Linked DNA regions of Mus musculus: region 2 is linked to region 1. Evidence: chromatin contacts called from public Hi-C data. All regions are on one chromosome and are shown on one strand. Each heading gives the region's core, a stretch centred on a gene start, on an enhancer-like site or on the middle of the called end of the contact. The rest is flanking DNA. Distances are from core to core; before and after follow the strand shown.

Region 1 (7,559 bases), core at 2,480-4,979:
ATGAGCCACTTGACCTGGGTGCAGGATCCAAACTCATCCTCTAATAGATCAGAAAATATTCTTAACAGCTAGGTTGTCTTTCAGCCCCTCTCCTATCTTTTTTTTAACATTTAAAAATATTTCTTAATAAAATTAGGTAATAAAACTAATACATACGAGCAAAACCACTCACTATATGAATGAAACTATCTTTCCAAATAAAACTTTTCAGAGCATGGCACTGCTTTGAATCTGTTCACAAAAAGCATTCTCTCACTTGCCTCTGCCAGAGCAACCTGCTCACACAGCCTCTGGAACTCAGCCCTCCCAGCCTTCTGTCTTTTGCTTCCTACCTTGCAAGCCTCAGGCCCCTCCCCTCCTCTCCTCCCCTCCCCTCTCCTCCCCTCCTCTCCTCATCCTTCCCACCCCTCTCTTTCTCCTCCCCTCCCCTCCCCTCCCCTCCTTCTCTTCCTTTTCCCCCTCCCCTCCCCTCCTCCCTCCCTGTTTTCCCCTCCTCTCTCCTCTCCCACATTGTAGGTTATTTGGAGCACAGATGTTATGATATAGTTATTTGTTCATTTTATATTTTGTTTTGTGAGACTACGTCTAAGTCTGTAGCCCTGGCTGGCCTAAAGCTTAACAGCGATCTTCCTGCCTGAGCTTCTCAAATGCTCCAATTACCATGCTGTGCCACAACAGAGTTTTAAATGCCCTCCCCAAAAAGAGCCAAGCATAAGGCCTTATTCCTGGCTGATACCTGAGAGATGAGTGAAATCCAAAAATGGGTTTAAAAAGTCAAACTTGTAGAATAAAATACTTACCGTTGAATTGATACATTTTTTAAAACCATCGACATTGCCGTAAAAAATGGGACTGGAAAATCTCAGGATCTTCACCCCTTCAGGCTCTTCAAGCTGGCATTTTTTTTTTTTTAAAAAGGGAGGGAGGGAGGGAGGGAGGGAGGGAGGGAGGGAGGGAGGGAGGGAGGGAAGAGAGAGAGGATAGAAGGAGAGGGAGGAGAGGGAGATCGAGGTTAAACAAATCCACATCTCAAATCCTCACCTCAAGTCCCGCCCATTGTGGTGGCATGGTTACTAAGAGGAGCTGGGCAGAGCTCCTCTGAGCTATGGGGTGTTACCCAGTAGGAAGATGCACAGCATCAGAGGCCACAGAACCAGAACAGAAGCAGAGTCCAGAATTAACAGTAGCTAACGGGCTCCCGCTACCCGTATGAAGAAAGCGGCTCTAAAGGCAACATGACTGGTCCCCAGCCTCCTCCGCTACTGATGGTTTTGATTTTGCTAAAATTCTTTGTGCAGGAGGATGGACAAAAGACATCTGTGGGGTTCAGAAACTGCCGTATGGTGTTTTTTGTTTGTTTGTACCCTACTGGGGTGGCTGCTCCAAGAGCGAATCGCACAGCGCCATAGAGTCATCTAGTCCTAAGCATTTACAGCCAGGTTAGTCTATCCCTTTCATGTGAGAACATCCGGGCCGGAAAGGCAAGTCCCGCCAACACAGAGCTCAGAAGCTGGAGTCCATGCTAAGCCGCAGAACTGAGCAGTGGTGCTCTGCCGTGCAGTTGCCTATCTCTTGTACAGCCTGGTTTCTAAAAAGCAACAGGATTCTTATATGTGTTTCTATAGACACGCCGTCCTGTTACCATGGCGTATTTTACACAGCTTATGATCTCCGGAAGCTAATGATACTTTTTCCTCTTGATGATACTTGGCTCAACATTACAGAAAGATTATGGAAATAAACTAAGTAATAGCTAGTAGAATTCCAGGTTGAATGTAAAATTCCCAGCACCCACATGGTGGCCCACAACTGTAACTCCAGTTCCTGGGATCTGGCACACTCAAACAGACATACATACAGGCAAAACATCAACACACATGAAAAATAAGTAAATACGTTTTTAAATCGTCCTTAAAAAAACATGAGAGACATTAGGCAATTTTATAAAGACTATGGATTACAGACAAATATAATTTCTATTAAATATCTGCAAGTAATCTAATTGCCTACTATATTTAACCCCTCATTATGAGTTTTTACACTAAAATAATATTCAACTAACATGGGTAAGTATCCTGTGATCGATTTATGAAGAATCCAAAGTTCTCAAGACACTCACAGTCTGCTGATGGACTTTCCCAACAGAAGTCCTCTTGGCTTGTATCTAACATGCTAAAAGAAATCTGAGGCTCCTTGAATTCTGGGCTATCGAGCCTACCTGGGACAAGTGTTTCATAAAGGCACTTACGTTTTTATAATGTGTGATGCTTTTGTAGATGTCTGTGCTGGGGACACTTCCAAGGCCATTCCATGAAGGGCTGTAAGAAGAAAAATGAACACTGGAATTTTATCTTTTAATTTATTTTATTTTATTTTTTACAACAGTTAAAAAGTTAAAAAGAAATCACTGCTATGAGAGAGAGCATCGTTCTGGTGTTTTGGACTCTGCCTTTATTGCCGATGACATTTTCTTGTATCTAACTCTGAAATGAACAGCTGGTGTTTGCGTGGGACTGAAGAAAGAACTAACTGTGAGTCTCTTCTGATGGCTGGGAGACATAATGAGCAGTTTGGAGTTCATAACAATTTATAGCAGAGGCGTCAAGCTTTCTCACATGGCAAAGCTGGAAGCCCGGCCGTAACTCTGAATAGCCAGCACTATTATCCCTGTTTTATTAGTTCATAAAATAATGTCCAGAGGAGCTAGAGGAGCCACTGGGTGAAGGACGCATAGCATGTCTTTCACACGTGGGGCTTTGGTTCTTCCACTCCTTGTGATTTATGGCAACCTGCTAATGGATACGGTGTCTGCAAATGATCAGATTAGTCTCTGCTTTTAAAAGCAGCAGCCTTCCTGAAGCAACCCTTGCCTGTTGACCAGATCACCCGTTTCCTGTTCCTGGTGCCATCAGATAAAGTCCTTGTCTCTCCAACTGTGACTAGTGGCATATGCTGAATGCAGCCCCTGGAGAAGGATTAATTGTTTGGGGGTCCTTTCAGCATTGTGCTTTCTAGATCAATGTTATAATTACTGGAAATTAAATACTATAAACGGTACTGCTTTTTGTTGGCTAGGCGCCCGGTTACCAAACCAGCAACTAAATTGTACCACCAAGCTTTCCCTTGGCACAACACTGAGCTCATTTTTAAGTTAAATCATAAGTTAGTCTTTCTCAAAGAGAAAGAAAAGAAAAGCCACCTTCCTTCTCAAACAATCTCCTAAAAGGCACACTCAACACAAGAGGCAATGTCCCCTACAGACAGTTTCTTCATTGTTTCCTTGTAGCAAACTGGGCCCTCTGGAAGTTAATGAACCCTTTCAGGACCCTGTGCTAAGGGAGCCAGTCACAGCCTTTCAAGTAGAAACCAGCATGCTAACAGAGGGCGGGTGGGCCGAGAGCTGGTTGGTGGCAAGGGAGAGGTGAGCCCATGCTAAGCTGAAGATATCTATGTTGATGTTTCCCAGGTTTCTTCTTCCATCACTGCCCAGGCAGAGAAGAGGGCAAGCATCTGAAAAGGCAAGGAAAAAACTAAAAGGGGCAGAGGCTGTGCTCCGCAAGCCCAGGAGGACACACAGCTAAAACCAAAGTCAAAACAAAACCTGTCACCAACCAGATAATCCGCCTTCAGCCTGCCTCGCCTGCCTTCATAGTCTATTTCCACCATGACTCATAGCTCTGCTGCATCCACGGAGCATACGAACTAATCTTGTTTACTTCACATAATTGGGCATTATGTGCCTTGTCTGTCGGATTGGAATGAATCCTGACTGTAATAACCATTGTAAAGGTCGCAGTCATGTAATGAGTTACTAGCTCTAAAGAGTAAAATACGTAGGAATACATTGGAGGAGCCAACTTGTTCTGTGCCCGGTTCCCAGTTTTATGACTGCTGCCCAGTGCCTCTAATTTCATCTGATTTAACCAGGATTGAAACAAAGCAAGTTCAGACTTTGGCTGATCCGTGTGTCTAGCTTTCATGTTAAGACAATCAACCAATGGAGAGCAGAGCGGAGCCTGTGAGGGAAGGGATAGATAGGGAGTGAGCTGTGTTGGGATTTAAGACTTAGTTCTGCCAATTAGTAATTAACAGCATTAAGAAAGATCTCTAAGCTTTCTGAACTTAAACTTTCTCACCTGCAGAGTCAGACTAATTGGACCTACTCAACAGTGTAAGGCAGTGTGTAACTCATACACTCAGTCAGTACATGATATTATAAAAAGAAGTTGTGTCGGATTTAATGAAAACAGGCTAGGAAACGTCAGGCTGTGCCTCCTCTACTATGCCTGAGTTCGTATCTGGTTTTTTTTTTTTTTTCAGGGGAGGGAGGTTGTTTTGTTTTTTAGTACTTACAACTGAACTCTCAGGACCACAGTCAGTAGTGCAAATAAAAGGCCAGCTAGCAAGCCGAGGTCCAGCCCCAGAATGATGGACATTATGCATGTAAACACCCAGATAACCTAGAGGGGGGAAAAATGAACAAGATCCACATTAGTTCATCAGAAAACAATCAAGTGATTGAGAATGAATCTTCCCAGAGATCTAGGACCTTCTCATAGAAACATAGACGCAGGCGTGGCCTGCTCCAAACTACTCTAAGTGTGCTCTGGAGTTACAAACATTCAGGCTAGATTTAGGGAATGGACATCGTGAGTGACAGGCACATCAAGACACGGTGCTTCATTTAAAGGGAGTTGTGTGGTAGGTGACTTACAGCATCAGTCTTATTCTGCTTCCACAGACGAGGAACGTCACACACCTGCATAAACATCCCTTTCAGGTTGGCAATGACAACGGCCGCCAAGACTGACTGTAGAGAGACAGGGAAGGCTGTGTTATCCAAGGCTATGGTTTCTGCGTGTTGATTTCCGATATCCTGCTATTACTCTTATAAAAGTCTGGTGAAGAGAAATTGGTGTACAGAAAAGCAGGGTTTTACCTTCTGCAAGGGTTCCAGAAGCCTCCCCAAGGCAACGATGGCAACCATCACAATCACAGCTGAGATGAGGCCAGCCACCTGAAAGACACTTCCATGAGGTGGGCACACCCTGCTCACCACAGGAGTGCACTCAGCCCTTCCTCATCTCTCCCTTTCCGCTCAGTATTTAGAAAAATGAGCATTATTTACTGAGCCCATGCAACATGGTAAAAAATACAGAGCAATATATATCCACTATATGCCCAGTATTGTTGAGAAATTAAAGAGAATACGAAAGCTAAAGCTGTTAAAGTCAAGCTAGTTTGAGTTTCATTTGAGTGGCTAGTGCCCACTGATGTCAATTTATGTCATCCTGCCGGTTGTTTGATGTGCCATGAGACATAGACCCTCCCAGTTCCTCCAATAACAGAGATGGCTGTCAGACTTTTGGGAATGAATCCTTATGACACATATTAGGCTCTTCTGCATTGTGAAGACAGCAGCCATAATGGTTACTCTAGTAACAGACATACCTGTAGCTCATAACTTCCATGAACACCTCAGGGAAAATAAATTAATCCATCTTATCACAAATTCACAGCATCACACCGGCACACCAAGACCACTGCTCCTGTCTCCTCCAACAACTGTAGGCACAGGTTCCAACCAAACACTGGCAGCAGCAGTGGAGCAATCATGGGGTAAAGGAAGCTCAGAAACTTTACCTTCGCTGGCAAAGAAAAGTTCTGCTAAGATCCATAGAGAGTAAGGAGAGAGGCTGGGGGGGTGGGGACTATTCCTGGTCTGATCAGTTGGTTTGGCCAATGAGATCTCTGCTGAGACAGCATAAGGCATGGCTGATCTGAAGACTAGAAACTCTGCAGCAAAGGAGAAAAGACAGGGAAGCAGAAGCAGACAGGTCAGAGGAAGGAACAGGAGAGGTGAATGGAGCAAAATCCCAGCCCCACGCGGCACCCAGCGAAAAGAAGCAGGCATAGCAGACGTCAGGGGACACATTCATTCCATTTGGCATACTGGCTATTTATGTTTAGGTATGGGTTGGCCTGGGCAATATTATGAATATTATAAATATTAAGAATATCACTCTACATTGTCTACTTCCTCTTCTTACCTATGATCTTCTGGGTCCATGGCCCAGGTTTCCAGCACCATTGTGAATAGATTCCTCTTCTGTCTAAAAAGATAATATTCTCCTCCCTTCTTCCCCTCCCCCTCCTCCCTTCTTCCCCCCCCCCCCCTCCCTTCATGTCTTCTATCTTCTCCAGTTACTTGATCGGTATTTATTGAGTCACTTGCATTCTTGCTAAGGTTGAGGGACTTTATGAGTTGGTAAGAGGTACATTTGGAGACAGGGACAACTATCTGCACAACCCAGGACAGGAGACTGGCCATTCACTCACCAAGGATATATAGTAGAAGTCCCTAATTATAGACTCCAAAGCTGATTTTGATCACACTATCAAAACCTTTAAGGGATTAATTACTTGACTTTACTGTATAAAGCTGGTTTGTGGGAAAGCATAGACCTAACTATCTTTGAGAAGACTCAGTTTCTGGCAAGTGAATTACTGTTAAGTGAGAAGGTAATTAGAGCTATAAAGTAATTTGTATTAAGAATCACTTTTTTTTTCTGAGCCAGCAGAAGTCAGTGTAGCAGTGAGAGAAAGAACAGGGAGGGAGGTTTGGCTCTCTACAGTCCCAGTATAGAAAAGAGTTAAAGTCCACCAGCTCTCGTTCTTCTGTTTGTTCTTCAACAACTGCATGTCTGATACTCCTTAGGTGCCAGACCCAGCGTGTGTGTCACAGATGCTAAGAGGCCATTTCTCCCTCAAGGTGTAGATAATCAGCATTTAGTCACCAGTGCATGCTAGGACTTCACACTGTCTAGTTTAGACCTCTCAGCACCCTCTCGAGGTAGATATAAGTGGTATTCCCACTCATACTGAAGTGGAGGCTCTAGCATAAAGTAGGAGAAACCACACAAAAGGACTCAGTAGTTTGACTGGTCACAGGTCCCTGGATTTCAGTGCAAGGTCTTAGACTTTTAACCCTAGAACTTAATATGCTTTCCAGTAATTAAATATCAAGCCGGTTCTGCCTTGTTTCCTTCTTCATTCCGACCTCCTGGCTTCCTTCCATGCTAAATATAATGCAGGCCAGTGTGTGGCCGAGGATATTAACTTACCAGAACACCATGATACCCCAGCCCTTTGCCAAGGAGGTCACTTTACATGACATTATTATGGGGCAGCCAGCCCAGGCCTTGTTTGGGCCTGAAGTGTAACAGCAGGAGAATGGCCGGCAGTAGATCCAGCTGCACCCACAAGGGACCAAGCATCCTGGGGAGACCATCAGTGCCCAACACTAATGCAAGCTGCAGGATCTCCAGATGCTGACAGCTCGAGCCTGCAACAGGCCTAGCCTGGGCTGAACTCTGACCGCACCTCCTCTTGGCAACAGACCTCTGCTTTTGCTTCATGGTGTGTACTGGTTCCTTCACCTATTTCCTCTAAACTAGAAATATGAACAGGAAGTATAGTAACTTGGGTTGGAGAGATGGCTCAATGGTTAAGAGCACTGGCTGCTCTTCCAGAGGACCTAGGCTCGATTCCCAGCACCC
Region 2 (7,559 bases), core at 3,362-5,861, 120 kb after region 1:
GGCTACACAGAGAAACCTTGTCCCCTCACCCCCAAAATACAAAACAAAACAAAGGAGGAAAAGAATTGGATGTTTGTTCTCACCCTTGTCAACATAGTGAGAACTTTTAGCTAGCACAGTAAAGCATGGAAAAGATTGTCCAGTTTTATAGATGACATGATTGTTCATGTAGACAATCCCAAGACATTTAAAGAACTTTATAAGTGAGCTCAACAAGTTTATAAGACACAAGCTCAGTATAAAAAAAAATTAGCTATGTTTTTAAGAACTCTTAATGAACTTACATATATAAAATTAAAAATACAATACTAGTGGGGAGGATGGCTCAGTGGGTAAAAGTGCTTGCTAAGTAAGCCTGACAACTCAACCCAGATCCCTAGAACTGACATGTAAGTTGATCTCTGACCTCCATATGAGAGAATGAAATAAGTAGCACACATGTCCCCTGTCCTCCCTCTTCCACAGTCAGTCAGTCAGACAGACAGTCAGACAGGCACATACAAAACAAAATGTTTTTTTTTTTAAATACTTTACATCTGAAACACAATCTACACAAATATAAATACTATGCTTTACTTAGTACCATTAAGAAGATGAAAGAGCAAGTTCCACACCAGGAGGAAACACTGGCAAGCCACAAAGGAGTAGCACCTGGAATATGCAGACCCCTCAATAGTCCACAGGAAACAAATGAAAAACCTCAAAACCAAGCCAAAAATGGGCCGAGCATTTCAATAAACATTTCTATAATGAACATAAAGAAATAGCCAGGAAGCAAAAAGATGTTCAACATTATTAGTCACTAAGGAATGCAAAGCCAATCACAGAGGGTTCTACTTGTCACCCAGTGGAGTGGGTATAGTGAGTAAAAAAGCAGAATTAGATGAAAAACATTGTCAAAGGTGGGAAGAACTGGAACCCTTGTGTGCAGCAGGGGAGTAGGCAAGGTGCAGCCCTAATGGAAAACAGCACTTTTCCTCTGAACAACGCAGGCTTAACATGTGATCCACTTGACTACATAGCTCCGCCCAAACTGAAATGGTCTGAGATATTTAAATTCTTATGTCCATAGCAGCATTACTTGAAATAGCCAAAAGGTAGAAGCAATCCAAATGTTTACCAACCAATGAAAAGAGAAACAAATGTAGTATGTACAATACCTAGTAGACTACCTATTCACTTTTACACAAGGAAGGAAAGGCTGGCATATGGCACTATGTGAATGGACCTTGAAACAATTTTCAAAATGCTAAGGGAAACTAGTTATTCTCAAAAAGACAAGGCTCAACCACATGAGGCATCTAGAATAGTCAAATTCCTAGGGAAAGAAGCAAAGTAATAGTTCCTAGGGGTTGGAAGTGTGAGGAATGAAGAATTACTGCTTAAGGGGTTCAGAGCTTCAGCTTTAAAAAATCAGACACTCAATGCTGCATAGATACATAAACCTTGACAGTTAAAAATAAGGGAAATAAGTTTATTTATTGGTTTTGTCTCTTTTGGAGATAAAGTCTCAATATGTAGCCCAAGATACATATTCCCAAAAAAAAAAAAACCGTGCGTGCACATTTATATCTATTTAATACCTAATGTATGCTAATACATTACCATTTTTGTAGGTGTTGGGCTAGGGATGTAGCTCACTTGGTACAGTGCTTGGCTAACACCCATGAGGCTCTGGGTTTGATCCCAGCATTAACTGAGCTAGTCATGATGACATATGCCTTTAATGCCAGCACTTGGGATATGGAGGGAGAGGATTAGGCCTTCAGCCACACAGCAGGTTTTAGGTAGCCTGAGATACATAAGACTCTCTGGGAGAAAAAAAAAGCATGGAGAAATGATCTACTTAAGGTCACAAATATACCAGCAGAGTGACAGCACTGGGATCCCATTCTAAATCACGATTCCAAAGCTAGGGGTTTGAAAAGCCTTTGCAGGTGAGTCACCATACTATGTGTGGTGAAAAATGTACAAAACTGGGTACATCTAAGGGAAGCTAAATATTGGCTTATTAATAATTTAACAATACTTACTTTGAATATCGAACCATCGGGGCACAGACTTTTACCAGCTGTCCAGAATGAAACATTTCTATCGGGTCTTTTTTTCTTTCTTGACATATTGTGGTTGGTAAGGAGTCACTTCTCATGTGTACAGGTTAGTTTCAAGTCTGAAAAAGACAGTCTGCAAAGAGAATTATGCATTTCAGTATTTGGAATCCCCATCACTGGGCTGGTCACATAGCTGTTGTATGGGAGGATACTTGCTGCATGTGGCAGACCCTGGGTTTAAATTTCAGTATTGGAAAAAAAAAAAAAAAAACCAAACAAACCCAAAACTATTATTCTTGTAATTTCATCTTTCATGAGCTTGTGTACTCAGAAATAATTTGAGTTTCTTTCCCCCTTATCAATAAAAGAATATCTTCCCAAATTCTGCCTCTACTTACAGGATCAATAAATGTGAAAAACTGCACAGAGTAGTTTTCAAAGACGATATGGGAAACCACTAGGTTTTCCCTGTGTGTGTCATGTGATGATTTGATTGTTACTTTTTTGCTTATTTTTTGAGACAGGATCTTGCTATATACCAGGCTAGCTTACATAGTTGCTAACCTAACCTTGCCGGTGCTGGGATTACCCTGGTGTGCCTCCATACCCAACTTCAGATTCGTTTTTAATTTCATGCATTTTACTTTCATGATTAAACCAAGGGATCTGGCTTTAATTGCTTCCCATAAAATACTTTGTATGATAGACAAACCGAAAAAAAGGAAAGTTAGGTGGCAGTAATAGAAACTCGTATTTCAAAACAAATCCTGGTATTTTGGGGCTAGAGAGATTGCTCAGTGGTTAGGAGTATGGACTATTCTTGCAGAGGATCTGAGTTCAGTTTCTAGCACCCACATTGGGAGGATCATGGTACTTCTATGCTCAGTTTCAGGGGGTCCTACACCTCTGGCCTCTGAGGGGACTTGTAGCACACACATATATTCATCTACATACATACACATACAACTTAAAAAAGAAACTCTGATACTTTTATTCTAGTTTTTTTGTGAATCAGAAGGCAGAAACAACTTTATTATTTTAAATAATCTAAATTTATTACCAGTGAAGATATTCAGTTATTACCAAGTAAGTGCACCGTAAATAACTTTTATGCCCAAAGTACAAGTGATAAAATTGTTTAATATTTTTCATGTTGTACTTAAAGCTTTTGACTTCATAGTTTTTGTTTTTATATTCCATTTTGGCCTTTGTAATCTATTGCCAGATAAAAGCTAACTCTATAAAAGGCTAGTTGTTCAAAATTCAGTCTTTAATGTTTGGCAGTAGGCTAAATGAACACAAGGCCAATATACTGAAGGATGTCATGGCTTGCAAGAAATCTTTGGAAGTGTCAACACTGTTCAGAGGAAAATGGGAGCGTAATTAAGCTAAGTCAGAGATGGGCTATGTCGATATGAGGAATAAACACGGAGTAAACCACTAAGAGACTATTTGCAAAGGAGGGAAGAATCTTACACATTACAGAACTGGTACACACTAGGAGGTGGTGATCGGCAATGGCGTCATGACTGACTTTCTAAAGCATGATTTTGCTCTTACTCATTCTTGTGGCCAGACTAAATGGCAAAGTCTGCTTCAGTATGAATTTCTTGAATAAGCTATAGCTTTCAATCTTGATAGTAAATTAGGATGCAGAAACTTTTAGGAATAAAAATGCTTAAGTCACATCCAAGACCAAAAACAGCTCTCTGAACTTATGGGATGAAGGTATCAATATTTTGTTTTAAAGTTCTCCAAAGCATGCAGCACCGGACATAATATTTTGGTAATATGTGCTTCTACACCTAGAATTCCTTTTAAAATATAAGTGAATTTTTTTTTTTTTGAAAACTTGTGCTGGTATGTATAGTGGGCGTTAAAAACTTTATTGCATATTAATATGTAGACTAAAGTCAATCTTTTTTTTGTGAAAAACAAGAAAGCTAAGGAAAGAAAATCATCCTGTAATTCAGATAATGCTATTCGTCGTGTATGATTATTACAAACAAAGTAGTTTCGTAAACTATGCATACTGAAATCTAATGCAACTCTAGGCGCGCTGCCTCTCGCTACCGCATCGTGACTGAGGTCAAACACAGGAGGGAAAAATCTTCTGAGGCGATGTTAAGGGAATGCAAAATGCAGAGTAGCTCCAGACCAACTCAATAAATAGTTACGAATATTTAAACGTTTTTATTTTTAAGGGCAGAGCTTAACAACTATTCTTCCCCAGCATATACTGCCTGCTACCCGGGCTTGCCACTCCAGGCGGGGACTAGGTAAGGCTGAGCAGCCCTAAGCTCCCACGTGTTGGGCGAGGAGGGCCGTGACGCTCCCAAGAGCCTCTTCCCCACGCCGGAGTTCTCAGGCCCAATACTTGCGTTGGAGATCGGCGCGGTGGCTGCGTCCGGAGCGGAATGGGAGAAGGCCCCGGCGGCGACCTGTCTTTCCTTGCACGTAGGATTGTAGTACTTAGGTTCCCAAACGCAACCCGGGCCGGGCAGGTGGGGCGGCGCCTTGATTCTGCGTCACTTGGAGGGCGGGGCGATTGCAAGACGTCATCAACCCGGCACTTGCCAACATGGAAGGTGGAGACAGCACAATTTCCGTAGCAGGCCGTGGGGCTTCGGGTTCCGCAGTAGTGGCGGCGACCGTGCAGGCGATCCTGCAGGACGGTAAGGCGTCGGACGGTGGCCCGGCCTGGGTCGCCCTGCCTTGCGCAGAGTCCGAGAATCCTACCGGTCACTTTGCACAAAGTTTTCCTGTCTGGACTTGGCCACTCCCCTCCGCCCGGCCCCCTGGCGTCCGGGATTGTCCTGGTCCCCCAGTTTCACGGGGAACGTGTTCCTCTCTTCCCGTGGGTGTCTTGGGGAAAACACCTGGTGTCTAGTTGCTGGGGTTTGCACTGGATCATGATGCGCCCGGGACATCGCTGTAGTTCCTGCACGACGTGGTCGGGGCTGATAGCCGCTACTGCTGCTCAGTTCCTGACCAAGGATTGCACTGTCCGTGCCCAGAAGTGTGAACTCACCCTAGGTGACAGACCGCTCGCTGCTTAAGGAAAGGGATGGAGGATGCAAAATGTGGAGTTGGAAATTTCCGTGTTCAGTTCTTGGGCTATGCAGGTGCCTCTGTTATCCATACATGTCGAGTACTGAAGTCAGGATTACTGGTAGTTTGAAGAGAAATTATCCCAAGTAAATTAACTATATACCTTTCTATAGTATAGTACGCTTGAAAGTCAAGTTCGGTTGTATTAATGCTCAATCTGAGAGACAGAACAAAATTCAGTTTGCTAAAGGTATTAGGCCTTAATCATCCCATCTTTTCTCTAGTTGACACTAAGTTCTTTCATCTATTAAAAGCGTTTGCATTTATCACCTTAATTGCTTCCGAGGCCCTTGCGCCTCCTCCTCCCCAATCCCCTTCCCCCTTGTTTTTGAGACAGGGTTACTCTATGAAACCCTGACTGTTTTGGAACTCCCTGTAGATCAGTCAGTCTAGCCTTGAACTCACAGAGATACACCTGCTTCTGTCTACCACCTGCTGGGATCAAAGGCTACCAAGCCAAGCATAGGAACCTCTTTTTATATTCCACAGAGTTAAAAGCAGTATTCTGCATACAGTAGGAACAGATTTTTTTTTTTAATTTTCCACATAAGAGTGGCTTAAAGGATCAAACTGAAATTTAAATTATGGTGTTTTCCCTGATTGTTGAATATTTTATATCTTTTTAATAGATATTTTATATCTTGTCAAGACTAGTGATGTTTTTCAGAGTTAGGTTGTGGTATATTCTTAGAGTTTCTGCCTGATGCACCTCATCTTTGTGTCTTAATTGAAATTTAAATTTAACCAAGTTTCAAAATCCTGAAACGAGTGTGTGTGTGTGTGTGTGTTTAATAGCTGTCCAGCCTTTGAGCTTAAACTGAACTTAAAACTATGCTTGCTTTTTTCCTTCTGTGGTTTCAAATACAATTAAGTAAAGTCTCAGCAATTAAATAAAGCCCTTTGTTTTAAGGACATTCCCTTCCTTTGTGCTGTGGAGTTTATTCCTGTCTAGAATCCAAACACTCCCATTCTATAATGTTAAAATCACTTTGCAGAGGTCCTCATTGGTTCCTTGGAAGTAAGTCAGATGGGCACTTCTGCTTCTTATCCTATTTAAACTTGTAAAAGCTTGGCTCTTTCCTTGAAGTAATTTGTTATATGATATAAGGATCCCACACTATTTGTTTATTTTTCAAGACAGGGTTTCTCTGTTGTAGCTCTGGCTGTCCTGGAATTTAATTCGTAGACTAGGCTGGTCTAGAACTCAGAGATTCACCTGCCTCTGCCTTCCAAGTGCTGGGATTCAGGACCTGTGCCACCACTGCCCTTGTATATATGTATGTATGTATGTATGTATGTATGTATGTATGTATATATGTATTTATTTAATTTCCTAAATTCCTTTCCAGTTTCCCCAAATGTACCTGAAAATTTGATCATTTTGTTCAGTAACCAATTCACTGTCTTTAGAATTTGCCTAAAGATAGGGTTGATAGGCTCAGTGAACAGGTGCAGAGTTGGAAAATTTGTGAGCAGCTTCTGATTTTTCACTGATAAGAATACCACAAAAGAGATAACTTATGTGATTTATTCTGGAATATCAACCACTGAATAATCTGCTAGCTGTGTTCATCTTTTACTGTCGCGTCTATGGGAGATTGTACTCACCATTTCCTTTACACAGTTAGCTCTTTTGATTTAGTCATTCTTTCCAGTTTCTTTTTCTCTAAGCATTCTTCAGGAGTTTCTTTACCCAACTCCCCAGGTTCTGGTGTCTTCCTGGGTTCTCAGACCTATGTTGTCCACTTTCTAAGTCATATAATCACTGTGTTGGTCATTGACACACAGTAGAGTAAGCTGGGATGTGAGAACCTCATGAGGAATCGCTTCCATCTTACTGGCCTATCTACACATGGGACATTTTCTTTATTTTTTTCTTATAACTTTTTTTATTCTTTCTGAATTTCACATCATGTACCCCAATCCCAATCATTTCCATGTTTCTTTGTATCTGCCTTTCACCCTTATAGTCTCCTCTCTAAGGAAAAAAAAAAAATCTTGCTGTGGAAGCTGTGGCGTATCCACAACATCACAACATACCCCTTTGTCCACTTCTTTACTTGGCAGATGTTCATTGCAACCAGGCACTGGTCTGGTTCGAGGCTTCTGGCTTCTGCTACACTATCTATTCTGGATCCTAACTAGGATGCCTCTTGAATATCCTGTTGCCCTGTGTCATGGAGATCCTGCAGTTTTGAATCTGTAGGGCTGGCCCCTTCTTAAGCTTCAGCAGTTCATAGATGTTGGTATGGGCCAACTCAAAGTCCTGGATCTGGGCCTGGGTGATAGTTGAGTTGATCAGCCTGCTAGTTCTTCAACACCCATACCAGCAGGGCCAGCTCTCTAGCATTGCCCGGGTTAGCTCACCCAGTGCTGTAGCTGCCAAGAAGTGGGGCC

What was found. A called contact is a pair of places that touch in the nucleus more often than the background predicts.
Region 2: a Hi-C map of uterus shows a contact between it and region 1. The contact joins the promoter of Cog5 here to the enhancer-like site in region 1. A contact is called at or near these places in 2 of 39 promoter capture datasets (frontonasal cranial neural crest and stem cell-derived epiblast-like cells), 1 of 15 datasets of contacts at CTCF or cohesin (the NIH/3T3 cell line), 2 of 484 Hi-C or Micro-C datasets (the N1E-115 cell line and uterus), 5 of 115 datasets of contacts at active chromatin or transcription factors (bone marrow-derived macrophages, embryonic limb bud, embryonic stem cells and 2 more) and 3 of 9 other capture datasets (adipose tissue, liver and pancreatic islet).

Annotation. Positions count from the first base shown.
Region 1 is chr12:31,530,897-31,538,455 of GRCm38.p6, forward strand. Slc26a4 (solute carrier family 26, member 4) reads right to left here. Exons shown (of 21, transcript NM_011867.4): 11 at 4,940-5,017; 12 at 4,715-4,810; 13 at 4,354-4,460; 14 at 2,249-2,318; 15 at 801-893. Among named protein-coding and RNA genes, the nearest start is that of Slc26a4, 25 kb to the right of the region's middle. Within about 2 kb of position 3,730, at least 20 of the 459 cell types and tissues checked have an H3K27ac peak or open chromatin away from gene starts, as enhancers often do. A contact at or near this core is called in the N1E-115 cell line, forebrain and uterus, where this site is marked.
Region 2 is chr12:31,650,258-31,657,816 of GRCm38.p6, forward strand. Cog5 (component of oligomeric golgi complex 5) reads left to right here and starts at 4,612. Exons shown (of 23, transcript NM_001163126.1): 1 at 4,612-4,726. The coding sequence starts at 4,633. Dus4l (dihydrouridine synthase 4-like (S. cerevisiae)) reads right to left here and starts at 4,569. Exons shown (of 7, transcript NM_028002.2): 1 at 4,433-4,569; 2 at 2,034-2,184. The coding sequence starts at 2,149.